2 separate regions of the Sus scrofa genome follow, and region 1 is linked to region 2. Evidence: chromatin contacts called from public HiChIP or PLAC-seq data. All regions are on one chromosome and are shown on one strand. The core of a region is the stretch at or near the end of the contact, and the rest is flanking DNA. Distances in the headings are between cores, read along the strand shown. Region 1 overlaps KCNQ1 (potassium voltage-gated channel subfamily KQT member 1). Region 2 overlaps KCNQ1 (potassium voltage-gated channel subfamily KQT member 1).

Region 1 (6,740 bases), core at 1,403-3,902, 130 kb after region 2:
GGATATGCTGATCAGAATTTCGTCTTGAAAACTAGTTTTTAATTGCAGCAGAGTTGACTTAGAACGTTGTGTTAGTTTCTGGTGCACACAAAACTGATTCTGGTGTGCGTGTGTGTGTGTGTGTTCAGATTCTTGTCCCTTCTAGTGTATGAGAGGCTGTTGAATGTAGTTCCCTGTGCGGGACAGTGGGACCTGGTTGGTTACCTGTTTTATGTACACGGATCTGCATCTGCTCACCTCAAACTCCCGACTTCTCCCTCCCCCTTCCGCCTTCCGTCCGTTTTGGAAGCTGATTTTTTAAAATCCTTAACATGGAATTCCCTTGATCTTATGCTTAACAGAATTTGGGTTCTGATCGCGTCCCCGGATGAGTCCCGCCTGCCTGTTGTCCTGGGACAGCGCTCGCTCCAGTCGCGCTGTCTCACCTTAGGCCCGGCCTCTCGGGGTCCCCCTGACGGATGCCCTCGTAGTGAAGTGCTGGGGGCCCCGCATGCCCGCGGGCTCGTGTGACCGTCTCCTTGGGGCCAGGCTTCGAGCCGGGCCGAGGAGCCTGCCGCTGGCCGTTCTGCCACATTCTCTGGTGGGGCGGATGGTGCCGAGTCCCCGGCCCTCACCCCCTCCGCGCACACGGGGCGCCGTCAATCAGCGAGTGCCGCCTGCCAGCCCGGCGCACCTGTTGTGTGCCCCCCCCCGGTCCTCTGGGGGAGACAGGAAAACAGTCCGAGACTGAGAGGGGTTTGTTGTCTCGTCGGGAGACAAGAGACACGTGGGAATTGGCTGCAGGAGCTCGTGAGGCTGGGCGGCCTCCAGGCCAGCCCGGGACAGCCGGGGGCTGGCCTCGGGCACATCGGCAGAAGTCAGGGAGGGGTGGCGGGCATGGCCAGTTCCTCCCTGGGCTGTACCCAGGTCTCCTCCCCCGACCCGGGCCCGGGCAAGCCCGGAATCTCCCTGGTCCTGGAAGCCCTGGAGTCTGGCCCCTGGCCCTTGTCACCCTCGTGGGCTCAGGACCGCGGCGTGGGTGTGGGGCACAGAGCCTGGGCATCTGGTGGCCTTGACTCTGGCTCCCTGCGCGACAAGACGTCTGGTTTATCTCATCTGTACGTGTGGGGGCTGCTCCCTCCAGCACTGATATTCGGGGTTCAAAAGGTTTCCTTGCAGGCCTCTGCACCCAAGCACACACACACACGCACACACACATGCACGCACGCACACACACGCACACAGCTGAAGAGAATTAAGGCTCCAAACGTCCACTCGGCTTCTCTCTTGATTCCGAGGTATTTAGAATGGGGGTGGGAGATTAAGGGAGGAAGTTGCTGAGCCAATTCTCCTGTGTTTGCCAGCACAGAAGTGCAGATGGGGCTCCGAGCCCCGCGGGTCCCCGAGGAAGCTCGCGGGGCCGGGCAGCAGGAAAGGACGGAGCGGGAGCTCCTCGCCCAAGGGACTGGACGTGGCAGGGCCTGGCTGAGGGGTCCCCTGGGCCTCAGTCGGCCCGCCACCGCACCCCACCCCTAGAGCCTGAGGGTGGAAGCAGCTTCAGGCTCATCTGGGTTCCCTCCAAAGCAGAGAGGCCCAGGCCCACGTGGCCCCCTCCAGCCCACCTTCCTAGGAAGGTCCCTGCTGCTCCCTGAAGTGGACAGGAATGTAGGGGGACCAGGAGCCTAGGGTCTCCCTGTGAGGGTGACATGACTGTCCAGAAGCCCACTTGGACCCCCACTGTCCCCACGTCCCCAGCACCCAGCGGGCCCTCCTTGGTCCTCAGCACAGCCCTTTGCACGCGTGCACACACTGCATACAACACACGCCACTGCAGGGTCCTGGCCCCACCGCAGCTCGGTCCCCCACACCGCCCTGCCTCGTGTTCTCCGAGCTTGGCACCCACGCCCAGCGGGCGTGGGCAGACTCCGTGGTTCTGGGCCCCGCGGGCCGTGGAGGATGAGGAGGCGCCTCTTGGGCCTTGGGGAGAGCGGTGGCGAAGACCAGGTCTTCCTTCTAGAAAGATCCCTATCGCTCCAGCTGCAGGCTGGAGAGCAAACAGGAGGGGGCGGGGGAGGCCGGGGGCCCCGAGGGCCGAGGGAGACACGCCGTCGCCCAGTGAGAGGCGGGAGGCTTGGCAGCAGGTGGCGGCTGCGGAGGCAGAAGGAGCAGCCAGGCCAGGATCCTCCCACCCCAGCGGTTCTGGTCGGGCTGTGGGGCGGAGGGCAGGGGGAGCTTGGGGCCGCCCTGGGATGGGTGCTAGGTTAACAGATAGGACCTGAGAAGCCCGGGGACCGACGTCAGCCCTATGGCCCTGCCCACTGCAGTGAGCGCCCCTGGCTCTGGGACATTGTCACGCCACGGGCACGGCTGTCTAGGGTACCGTCCCTGACTTAGCTACCAGGCCCTGGTGCTGACATTCCAGCACGTTCTTAGGCCCCCAGAGCTCCCCTTCTCCAAGAACCACAGGGGGCTGGAGCCACGGGAAGAAGCCCTCAGGTGACTGTGCCACACTCGGGCCGGTGCTGGCCTTGCCCCATGAGCAGATTTGCTTTCCTCAATCGGGGTCGTTGATAACGTGATGCCAAATGCATGCCGGGGGTAGGGAGGGCCCCCAGGTCCAGGCAGTCCTGTGAGTGGCAGTGTGGGGTGTGGGCCGCTTCCCATCGAGAGGGCAGCTGTGCTGTGTGTATATGTTTGGGCATCGCACAGCCAAGCCTTGATTAGCCAAGCACAGTCCTTCCAGAGCCCCCGCTTCGATGCGGGTTAAGTCAGCAGCTGTCTCCTGAGCACCTGCTTGGGGCCTGGTTGGATGCCAGGCGCTGGGGGTGGGAACGCGCAGGGAGCGGGGCCCTGCCAGACCCCCGCCCCCGCCAGAGTCTTTTTCACCACCACCTTCCAGAGGCAGTTTCTTCCCACGACGCCCCCACCCCGGGCCGCGTCTGCCCCCCTGCCTGCCCGGCCTGCCGTCACCACGGCCATCACGCAGCCACAGTCTCTGAGACCTTCAAGCTGGGTGGGCCCAAGCACTCAGGAACTCTGGCAGTGCCAGGGCTGCCCCGGGCAGTGTTCTCAGTGATCACTCAAAGTCTGGGAGAGGTGCTTGGTGACAAGAAGTCCCATCCGCGTAGCTCTGGTGATCACAGGCTTTCTTAAACACGGAAGGGTCCCCTCCGTCCACACTGGGAGGGTCAGATGTTTGCAGGGACCCCACTGCCTCACTGTTCGCTCAGCTCGTGCTGAAAAGGGGAGACGACTGCCATGAAACCCGCCAGGGCTCTGGGGAGCGGTGGGGACCAGGTGATTGGCCGTGGGGGGCGGGGGTCCTCAGAGAACCCACTGGGCCCCCTCAGTGAGCCAGACGGGCTCAGGGGGCAGATAGAGGGAATCTGGACAAAAAAGGCCGCAGTGAGAAGGAAGGGCCGTTGACTGCAGAGCGGTTTTAAGATGGGCCCGGGGGTCTTTGGGACGCTTCCCCTCGAGACGCGGAGTTATTTCCTTCCCCTTGATTTTGGTCTGGACGCGGCGATCCGCCTCCGACGAATAGAATGTGGCGGGAGGGACAGGGTGGGGCCAGCAAGGCCGGGTCACGAGAGGGGCCACAGCTCCCCCTTGCTTTCTCTCACGGGGATCAGTGACTCTGAACGAAGCCAGCCACCGTGTTGTAAGGACCCTCACGCAGGCCCGGGGTGGGGTCTGCTCCAGGGGAACCGAGGCCTCCAGCCCCAGTCCAGCCATCAGAGCGGGGCGCACATCCTGACTTGAGCCTCCCACGAGACCCTGGGCCAGAACCACCCAGCTGCTCCTGGGTTCCTGACCCCCGGAAATGTGAGAGATGACAGGGGAACGTCTGTGAGGCTGTGAAGTCGTAGGGTGATTTGTTACTCGGCAGTAGCTGGCGGCTACAGCTGTCCGTGCCAGGGTCAGTATGGCTCTCGATGGGTAGCAGGGAGGGCTCAGCCTACCTGCCAGCTTTCACCAGGGCTTGACCGTACCCGCACCTGGGGGACAGCGGTATATATGCCAGGCGTGCAAGTCATACTTCTGCTCTGTCCTGTTCCTCGGCTGCGGCCTTCGGGCCGGAGGTCGGACCCCGAACCCCTTCACGTCTGTCCCACGCTGAGGGTTCTCGCAGGACCTGGGGGAAGTCTTGACAGCCGGTCCGGCCCCGTGGTGTCCCGCGCCCGCAGATGTGGACGGCTTTCTCGTGGGTCAGCCGTGCTGAAAGGGAGCAGTCATGGCAGGGTGGGGGTGGCGGGATGCCCTGTGTGGGTGGGGAGTGGCACCAAAGCCCCCTCCCGTTTTTCTGCTCTGCCGGGTCTTTGGGGAAGGCCAGTGCTTTCTGGTGGGTTGGGGGCTAGGGTTTCTGCTCTGCCAGCATCCGTTGGGACAAAAGTAGTGAGTATGCGGGAGATTCTGTTAAACCTCTGGAGGCCAGGTACGGACCCTACCTGGGGACCCAGCCCCCACCTCGCCGGGGCAGCCCCTGCTTCCGCGGCCCCACTCCCTGGCAGGTGTTCTGGGCCATCCACCTGCACATCCACTTGGGAACCCCAGTGAGGCTCTCCGAGCAGCCTGGACCCGGGACGGTGCCAGACGGGAGCAGCTAGGGCCCCTCCGCATAAGCAGGTCTGTTTTCCGGGTCGATGATTCCAAGTGTTCCCGCTCTCAGACCCAGGTCTCGGGGCTCTAGGACAGTAACTCGATGAACCCTGGGACAACCCGCCTGGCTGATGGGGAAACCGAGAGGCAGTGAGGTCCAGGGGCTTGCCAGGTATCACACAGGCAGTAGGTGCTGGAGCCCCGCTTCGCATCCAGGCTTCCTGGGCTCGCTCTGTCTGTCCTTCCCCTGCAGCCACGCAGCCTCAGTGTGCAGGGTGTGGCCGGGCTTGCACAGCCATCCATGGGTGGCAGCCAGCGGCCCGTGGCCACTTTGAGCCCTGGCCCCAGGTCTGAGTGCAGGAGGTGAACTCAGCGCCTCAGCTCCAAGGAGGCAGAGGACCTGGTGGAGACGGGGGTCCCGTCTCCTTTGTCCCCTCCCTGCCCAGGTCCACAGCCCATCCCACATCGATGGCAGCAAGCCCTTTGCAGATGCGCCACGCCTGGAGCCTGGCAAAGGGGGCGGCTCCAGCTGTAGGAGAACACGGCTGGATGTGTGTCCACAGCAAAGCGCCTGGTCACCTTTCTCTGCTCGGAGTGTAATCTTTTTTTGGAAGCCTTGCTGGAAAATCTGAATCTTGTGAGCCATCAGCTGTTTATAATCAGAGAAGCATATGTTTAAAAGAGCTGAGGGGCCTTATAAACTCCGTGTGCAAATTACCTTTGGGGCTGCCTGCCCCGCCGCCCTCCCCGCTGCTGCCGTCGCTGGCGAGGGCCTCCGCGCGCTGCGCAGAATTACTGGAACCCCGTTGTGGCACGGGCTCTGTTTAGCTTTAGTCACGTCAGCTTGGCCCTGGAGCGTGGGAGCCTCCATCTCTGCTGTCCGGCTTCCAGGCCCCGCCACCCCCACCCCAGCTGCAGCGGACGTCTGGCTCCCTGCGCCTGGGCCTTCACCATGAGAAACATCCAGCCTGGGAGCCCGCGACCACACGTGGGCAGGAGCCGGGCTTGCTGGGCCCCGCCGCCTTCGGGGGCAGGCCTGGCTCGGGGGCTACTCTCCGGGCCTGCTGGGGTGTGGGGTTCTCCGCCGGGTGCTTTTGGGGTTGCGTTTTTGTCTCCTGAGAGCCTTATGGAGATAGACTCCGCATACCGTACTCTTCCCCCATGGGAAGGGTGTGATTCGAGGGTGCGCTCAGAACTGGGCCGCCGTCACCCTGTCTAATTCCAGAACACCTCCAGCGCCTCTCCAAGAAGCCCCGCACCCTCTGCCCGCCGCCGCCCGTTCCCTCCTCCTGCTGCCCAACCCCGGGCCGCCGCAAAATTCCTTCGTGCCCACGTGGAGTCGCCTGTTCTGGGCATTTGATGGAAGGGACCCATACACTCTCTGGTCTGACTGGCCTCTTTCGGGGCACGGTGCGGTCAAGCCTCACCCGTGTTGTAGCCTGGGTCAGTGCGTTGGGCATCCGTGAGGGCAAGGCCCATCCCAGCATACGGCTGGGCCACATCTTGTTTGCTCATTCAACCACCGGGGGACACGGGGACTGTTTCCCCTTTTCGGTGCCTGTGTCATGTCATCGGGAACATTTGGGTACCAGCTTCTCTTACGGACATGGGTTTTCTTTTCTCTCAGGTGGGCATCGAGGAGTGGACTTGCTGGGCTGTCCTGTCGCCCAGGGTTTAAGCCAGACTGTTTTCCAGAGTGGCTGCCCCATCTTTGTCCCCAGGAGGGTCGTCCGAGAGTCTGGTTTCTCCACACCCTCTGGACACTTGCCCCTGTCTGTCACTTTCACCACGGCCCCCCCGGTGGGTGGGAAGTGATTTGCCTCGTGGTTTCAAACTGTATTTCCCTGACAGCTCATGACACCGAGTGTCTTTGTAAGGTGTTTATTGGCCATTTGTATGTCTTCTTTTACAAAATGCCCAGTTAGGTCCTTTTGCCTGTTTGGTGGGTGGGTTCTTTATCTTTTTCGTATTGAGCAGAGTTCTTTAAATATCCCTGATACAAGCCCCCGCCTCACGGGGGGGTTTCGGTAGGAACGTCTGTCCACTTTCTCGATGGTGTCCTTTGGCTCTCAAAACGCTTAGAATTTGAAGTCCAGCTTTCCCTATGTTTTCTCTTTCATTGCTTGTGTTTAGTGTTGTATCTAAGTAACAATATGCAAATC
Region 2 (7,408 bases), core at 968-3,467:
GGACGGCCGTCTGCCCCCCGTGTCCTCGCAGGGCCGTCGCTCTGTGTGTGTCTGTGTCCCGACCTCCGCTGCCTCTAAGGACCCCAGTCCTGTGGGAGCAGGCCCCACCCCGGTGGCCTCCCTTGACCTTCATCTCCTCTTTCAAGGCCATGCGTGTCCCCAAGGACAGTCACGTTCTGGGGAGCAGGTTCAGGACGCCAACTCATGATGTTCTGGGGACAGGTCAGCCCGTAAGCCCCCCTGAGGGAGCTGGGTCCGTCCCTCCTCTGCTGGGGGCTCACTCTTGGGTTCCAGTGGGATGTAAGGCACCCCAGTGACCCCCACCCTGGGCCCTGCACCCAGCGTCCGTGAGCACTGAGGGGCCCGGCCCCAGGGGGCAGCTCAGGTAGGGCCTCTGGGTGATGCTGGGAGGGTTGGGTAGGTCGGGGGCAGCCCACCCAGAGTCCCAGCCTGGGAATCACCCCTGATGTGTCAGTGGGTCCCCAGCCCTGCGCTGGTGGTAGAAACCAGACCAGTAGTGGGGGGCCACCCCAGGACGGCCCTGGGGTGGGGTCAGACCTGGGCGGCCCTGGGCCCCCCTCTCCCCTCGGGCTGGCCGGGAGCAACACTCACCAAGGCAGTGCTTCTCACCTTCAGACAGGGCTCCTCAGGGCAGATTTCATGGTGGAGTGAGGCCCGGAGCTGGGGGAGGTGGCAGGGGGGCCCTGTCGAATCCCAGCAGCCCCCTGGCAGGCAGCCCCCAACCCCAAGCCCACTGCCCTCCCTCCTGAGCAGACCCTACCCGCTGTCCTGACATTTGTGAGGCCCGCGCGCCACCTTGTGGCCATTCTCTGAACTGCAGGCACCGTTACCCCTGCTGAGGACGGGGTCTGAGTGGGGAGGGGGGCAGGCGGGAGGGGAGAGGGGTGCGGGTTGTGCCCCGCTCCCTCTAGGATCCTGGTTGGGTGTGCCAGTGAACAGCTCCCCTGCTCCAAGCAGAGGGCCTAATCCTGCTGCAGTCCCATCTCCTCTTCCGCCCTGTGAGGGGAGAGACCAGTGCCACCTCCCTGAACCTCGCTGCCACCTCATGTCCCCCAGGATGCCTCTCCACATGGCAGCCAAGGGCGGCGGGGGGGTGTCTTTCCAAAACATTCTCCAAGTTCCTGTGGCATTTAGATCCTGGGGGCCCCACACTTCTGTCCCCACCCCCCAACCCCCTGCCCCTTCCACCCCATGTACTGTTTGCTGACCCTTAGACACTCCCTGCTGCCCCAGGACCCTTGCACGTGCTCTGCTCTGGCCCGGCTGCTCCTCTGGCATGTCCCAGGACGGCTTGGGCCTCGACTTGGCCGTCACTGCCTTTGCGCACCTACCCGATCACTGACCATTGCCGGGGTCCTCGTCCCTCCTCGGGCACCCTGCTCATCCCGCAGCCATCCTGGTGTGACGCAGAGCCACAGGGCCATCCTTGCGCCACTCCCCACCCTCGAGGCCAGGGGCCCAGTGGTTGTGCCCATCACCCCTGCTCTCAGGCCCAGAACGGTGCCTCCGAGCTGTGGACACCCCTCCTTTGAGCCCAGGTGCCCCGAGCTGCCCCATGGGAGCCTCCAGTTGCTGTGTGGCCCTGGGCCTCAGTGTCCCCATCTGCACAATGGAGGGTCAGCCACAACGGCCTCAGACCTCACCTTCTGACGGCCTTGCCAGGTTTCCAAGGATTTCCTAACTCGCTGGCCCGGTGCAGACAGATCATTTGAGGTGGGTTTGAGCTGGCAGCCTCCAGGTGGGCAGGGCAGGCTCTCGGTGGGGGCGGCAGTGGCGGGGGTGGGGGTGGGGGGCTCCCCGGAGCCTGCAGTCCGCGAGGCAGAGGAAGACCGGGTGTGGGGCGGGGGCTGCAGTGGCGCGGCGTTGCGGGCCCGGGGCGGGACACCAGGTGGCGCTGTTGTCCGCGGCCCCAGGGCGCCGCTGGCCCGGGGCCCAGAGCGCAGAGCGCGGAGCCAGACCGCAGCCGGGAGCCCGGGAGGGGCCGAGCGTGGGCTCCGCGCAGGATTCCGCGAGCAGCACGACGTTTAAATGGTGGAAAAAAAGTCATTCAAAGCTGTGTTTTCCCAGAGAGCCCATATTTCTTGCTTTCTTTTCATGCACTCGCTTTTATGGGGCCAGAACGCTCTTATCTCGGCGCTGTGTGAGGGAGCCCCGAGCTGGCCTCCGAGGGATTAAGCGTTCTGCGGAACGGGGGGCTCGGGGGGCCTGAAAAAGCCATTTGGGGTGGAATCTGGGCCCTGCTGCGGGGTCTGTCCCCGGGCTGTTAATGCGCGTGTGCGATCCGAGCCTGGCTTGTGCTTTCCCAGGGGAAGAAAGGGGCTCCCACACGGCTCCTGTGTCCAGAGGAAGCACTGTGTGTGTGTTTACGCGTGCGTGCCTGTCGTGTGCACGCGTGTCTGTGGGGCCGTGTAAGCGTGAGTGTGCTTGCACGTCTGCACATGGCCGTGTGCACGCGTGTGTGTCCCTGGGCGTGCTCTGGTGCTGCCCTTCTGCGTGCACACGCACGCCTGGGGACCGGTTGTGGGTCTGGGTGGCTCTTTGTTTCTCCCCCGTTCTCCCCCCGTCCTGCTGCCCTAGAAACACCCCCTCTCACTCCCCCCCCACGTCCCCGCCCTCCGCCCCCCTCATAAAAGACCCTGGTTGGGCCCAGGTGAGGGGCTGGTTTTGCCTCTCAAAATCGCAGCGTGGTTTTCTTCCCTCCTTTTGCAAATCCCACACAAAGCGAGAGGCTCTCAAGAGCACAACACAAGCGGCGGATTGCGTGCCTTCTGGTGGGGAGCATACCAGGGAATGCCCGGCGATGCCTGCGGTTCCAACCCCGTGCGCCGCGGCCCGGAGGCCTAGGGAATGAGGTCATCGCCGCTTCCTCCCTCGCGGCCGCCGCTCCCAGCGCCCGGCCAGCCAGAGCGGCCCTGCACCAGCCAGGCTGCCCCGCTCTGCGGCCCCAGTTTCCCAGCGGCAGCACGGGCCCCGGCGGACTCTCCGGGCCCCTCCAGGGGTCTCGTGTGGCCCGGGAGCGAGGCCCAGGCTCTGTCCTCGGTGGCCCGGCCCAGCTCACCCCAGCCCGGCCCCTGCAGACCCGCGTGTTTTCCGCCTCTGCTCCCTGCACCCTCTTCCTCGGGGGCCAGTGAAGACACCTGGGCCAGGTCGGGCCGGCAGTGCCATGGAGAGCCTGCTGTGTGCACACCCGCCCCGCCCTTCGCCCCCACGCGGGGGGAGACACAAGCGTCCAGGGCATGTCTCCCGTGGTCGGGGCACCAGCCAGTGGCCCACATTTTCCGTGCACTCACCCCAACGTCGTATTTTCTCCAGGGCCGCCGCCTCCTCCAAGTGCTGTTCTCTCAGCCTTCACCCCCCGCTTAGTGAACTCCTACACACCCGACAAAGCCCCACTCCCGTCCATTCACTCCTGGAATGCCTTTCCGCTTGCCCAGTAACATACCTCACCTGCTTCCCTCGGGTGCTCTGGGAAGGCATCTGCCCTCCACACGACCTTGAGCTCCTTGGTCTCTGTCCCTGGCACACGGGAGCCCCTGACGAGAACTGGTTCCCGCTGCCCAGGCCTTCCCTGATGCGCTGCCTCAGTCCACCCCGTCTCTCCACCCTGCTTCAGCCAGCAGGTGTTTCTAGCACATCCACTGCGTGCCAGCATCTGTGTGCAAATAGGGGTGAGCACGCGGGGGCAGGACACAGCTTCATGTCTGTGCCCCTGCGACCCTCACTGCAGGGCCCCATGTAAGAGGGGGCTGCTCCCCCCCTGCCCCCGGGAGCACAAAGTGGTGGTGCACACGTGTGTTCCACCAGGGCGCCGTCTGGCTGTAGCCTGGCTCGGGCGTCCCCATTAACCCTCTCCGGGCAAACCTGAGCCTCGTGGGTTTGGGGGAGAAACACTGAAAGCCAAAGGAGGTTCCCATATGACTAGGGTTCGCATTGGGGGTGTTTCTGCACCGGCTCTCGGTTCTGGAGGCAGAGGGACAGTGGCGCCGGCTGGAGCCACAGCCTGGGGTTCTGACCATGTAGCCTGGGGGTGCAGAGCAGCCTGCAGCTCCGGCTGCTGGGGCCCCTGCTGCTGACCCCAGGTCACGAGCTGGAGGGGCGCTGGCCTGGGTGAGGAAGGGGGTGAAGGGGACGTGGCGTCTGGGCCGCGCTCATACAGGTGAGGAAGGGCCCTTCCCGGATGGCACGTGTCTGGTGGGGACAGACGGCTGCCTCCATCCTCCCCGTGCCAGGTGGGGTGGGTGCGACCCCGGCAGCCCCGCGGCTGTGCCACATCTGGGTCCCTCCCTGCCCCTCCCATCTCCACCAGAGTCTGTGACAGAGGCTTAGGGGCCGCCAAGCAGATCTGGAGCTGCTGATGAGCAGATCAGGGGTCTGGGCTCATTCTCCAGCACCCCTTTGCCACCCGGTGGGGACCCCCAAGAATGGGAGCCCCCTTTGATTCTGGGACACTAGCCTGAGGCCCCTTAAAGCCCCTACACCAGAGCCTGGCCCTGCACCCTGGCTCGCTGTGGGGACCTCACATCCTCTGACGCCTGCAGGGCCCTGCTTTCCAACCCCGTCCACGCGCGAGTGTCGTTGCTTCTCCCGGCTGCGTGGCGTGTTTTGCTCACGGGTGGTGTTTGTCCCTTTTGACCTCTAGTGGCCTCGGCCCTCTCTTCAGGGTCTCCCTCCTGGGCTTCTTTGGGCGAGTGCGCGGTCCCCACTTTATAAAGGGGACAGTCCCCAGCCCCCAAGGACGCCTGTGCAGGAGACCAAGGGCTCGGGGCCCACGGGGCCCCCTGTGGGGCCCAGGGTGGGGGCTTGGGCCGTGCCCACCCCTGGGGACGTAGTTTGTGCCCCGCCAGGGTCGCGTCCGCGGTGGGGGTCACGGGTTTGGGCTGGCCGCGTTCCTGGCCTGGAGGCAGCTGCTCTGAGGGGACAGCTGACATTCCTTCGTGGGGTCTGTGCTCAGCCGAGAGCCGCGAAAACGGGAATCCTCAGCTGTAACCGGAACCTGCGCAGGTGGGGGGCCCTGCGGGGGGGCTGTGGGGGTCTGTGCAGGGGTGCCCTGCGGAGACGCGTTCTCGTAACAAAGGTGCCCGCTGTGAAGCCCACGCTCTGTCACAGGCCGGGACGGTCCTGTCCATCACGTCATCAGAACGGGGGGCGGGGGGGGGGGCTGAGCAGGAGGGAGAGGAGACCTTCCCGAGAGACCCGCAACCCGACGCGGAGTGGTGGGCGTCACGGGTTTGGGCTGGCCGCGGGCAGTTCTGTGCCTGGAGCCCACCTGCGGCTGAGGGACGGAGTGGCAGGCTTGCCCCGGGCCCCCAGCGTTTCCTCCTGAAGGAGAGCGGAGATGCCCCTTGGTGCCTGCCCGCTGGTGGGTCTGCTTGGGTCCCGGGGAGACGGCAAAGGCTGTGTAGAGCCCCGGGCCCGAGACCGGCTGTGTAACCCGCCAGCTCTGGGCCTCTTGGTGTCCGTGGGGTTTCCTGTTTGCAGGCTCGAAGCCCTGTGATGTGCGATGGGTGTTGGCGTCAGCCTGCCTACGGGGTGTCTCTGCTGGCGGTGTCCCCACCTGGCACCCCGACTGCCCTGGGCCAGCGTCTCCCAGATCCCGCTGGGGCCCCGGGGCCCTGCAGGGAGAGACCACAGCCTGCTGGTTGAGGACACGGGGGCACTGGGGCGGCCCCACCTCCTCAGGCAGGAGGCGACGGGGCCAGGGGTCTGCTCAGTGGGCCCCGTGGCCTCTCCTGGCACCTGGGGTGTGTGTGCGTGTGTGTGTGTCTGTGTGCACACGTGTGTGCACGCAGCAGGATCTGGGTGCGCCCCAGCTCTCCCGCTGCACCTGCCTCTTTTCTTTTGCCCCTTTCAGAGGCTGGTAACCGTCCCGGCTGAGAACCGGAGCCGCCCCAGATTGCGGGGGTGGGGGACGAGTAGGGGCCCCGCGGTCTGCGCTGGTGGGACGGAGTGTTCAGCTCAGCCTCCTGGGTCAGCAGGAGGGCCTTTCGGGCCAGGCGTCCCCGGGCCCTTCTAGAAGGTGTCGGCCTACTGGGGCGGGGGTGGGGGGGAGGGTCTTCGCAGGCACCCAGGCCGCCCTCCGCTGCCCGGGAGGAGGCCCCCCGCCGTGCTCTGCCCTCTGCAGCTCTGGGTCTGGCCGGGGGAGGCTGCTCCGTGTTTTTGCTCCCGCCCTGCCTGCCTGAACGCGGGGCCCTCGTCGTCGCCGGCGTCTCCCCGAGGCCCAGGACAAAAGTCAGAGGCTGGGGTGGGGGCGCCTGCTGCGGCCCGCGGGCCCCTCCATTGGGGATTTAGCGGGATTAGAATGTGCCTCCGTGGACAGGTGTTTCCTTTATGCTCTGCCCGTCATTAAGTGCCACATTCAGTGGGGTCTCCGGCTCGGGGTAGCTGGAGGGCCGGGTTTTGTTAGGGCTTGTTTTTACATCTGACCCTGGCCAGCTGGAGTGCCTTGTTTTAAGCGCGGGGTAACAGCTGACATAACATAACGGGGATCAGGCTGAACAGGCAGCCGTGTTGCCGGGCGCGGGCGGGGGCCTGGCACCGGCACTCCACGTGGGGGCCCCTGGGGGGCAGCCCCAGGGACGGCGGCAGGAATAATAGGATGAGCCGTTGGGGCCTCGTGGCCGTGGGGCGCGGCGCGGTGGGGTCTGCCAGCTGCCGCCCCTGGACGAGTGGGCCGCCGGAGTCGCTGGTCGCGGGGCGGGGGCCGGGGGCCGCGCAGGTGCCAGAATAATCGCCCCAGGATCCTGCATTCAGATGGGTTATAATCACGTTCTCTGCCTCCCCAGGTCAGGCCGAATGGAAACCAGAGGCCCCGGCTGTGCGCCCATTAAAGTGTGTCATTGTGCGGCTTCAAGGGCTGGAGGAAGGGGCTGGTGCTGCCCCGCAGGGCCGGGGGGCCACTGCCTGTGCACCTAGCCCCCCCTCCCCGGACTCCTGTCTCACTAACCTGACCTCAGAGCGGGGGCGGGGCAGCCCTTCCAGCACCTTCTCTCTCCCGGGAACAAGGCGGCCGGGCTCGCCTCGCTGGGTGGAAGGGCCAGCTGTGGGGGGACCCTGGGGTCGGGGCAGCCCTCGTCTCTGACTGGGCGGGAGACGCCCTTGACCAGGGCCAGGGCTGCCTGTCGGCTCACTCTGAGCCCCCGGGTCGCCCCAGCGGAGCTCAAGAGGCCTTGGTGATGCCGTGGGAGCAGAGGGTGTCCAGCAAGCCCTCCGAGCATCTGCAGGGTTGTGGGAATTGGGGGCGATGGCCCCCTCCCCAAGCATGTGGGTCTCTGCTGCAAGTGCCCAGCCCAAGGGCTTCTGCCTGCGCCCGAAGGCGAGCCCGGCCTCAGGCCTTCATGGCCTCGCTTTCCCTTGGCTGGCGACTTGGAGACAGAGCCGTGCAGCCCAG

What was found. HiChIP or PLAC-seq counts read pairs in DNA pulled down with a chosen protein or histone mark.
Region 1: an H3K27ac HiChIP or PLAC-seq map of skeletal muscle shows a contact between it and region 2. The contact joins two enhancer-like sites. A contact is called at or near these places in 1 of 47 Hi-C or Micro-C datasets (skeletal muscle) and 1 of 2 datasets of contacts at active chromatin or transcription factors (skeletal muscle).

The regions. Positions count from the first base shown.
Region 1 is chr2:1,862,104-1,868,843 of Sscrofa11.1, forward strand. The region is part of intron 11 of KCNQ1 (potassium voltage-gated channel subfamily KQT member 1); the gene reads left to right. Among named protein-coding and RNA genes, the nearest start is that of CDKN1C, 160 kb to the right of the region's middle. Within about 2 kb of position 2,653, at least 4 of the 83 cell types and tissues checked have an H3K27ac peak or open chromatin away from gene starts, as enhancers often do. A contact at or near this core is called in skeletal muscle, where this site is marked.
Region 2 is chr2:1,728,079-1,735,486 of Sscrofa11.1, forward strand. All of the region lies in intron 2 of KCNQ1 (potassium voltage-gated channel subfamily KQT member 1), which reads left to right. Among named protein-coding and RNA genes, the nearest start is that of KCNQ1, 56 kb to the left of the region's middle. Within about 2 kb of position 2,218, at least 19 of the 83 cell types and tissues checked have an H3K27ac peak or open chromatin away from gene starts, as enhancers often do. A contact at or near this core is called in skeletal muscle, where this site is marked.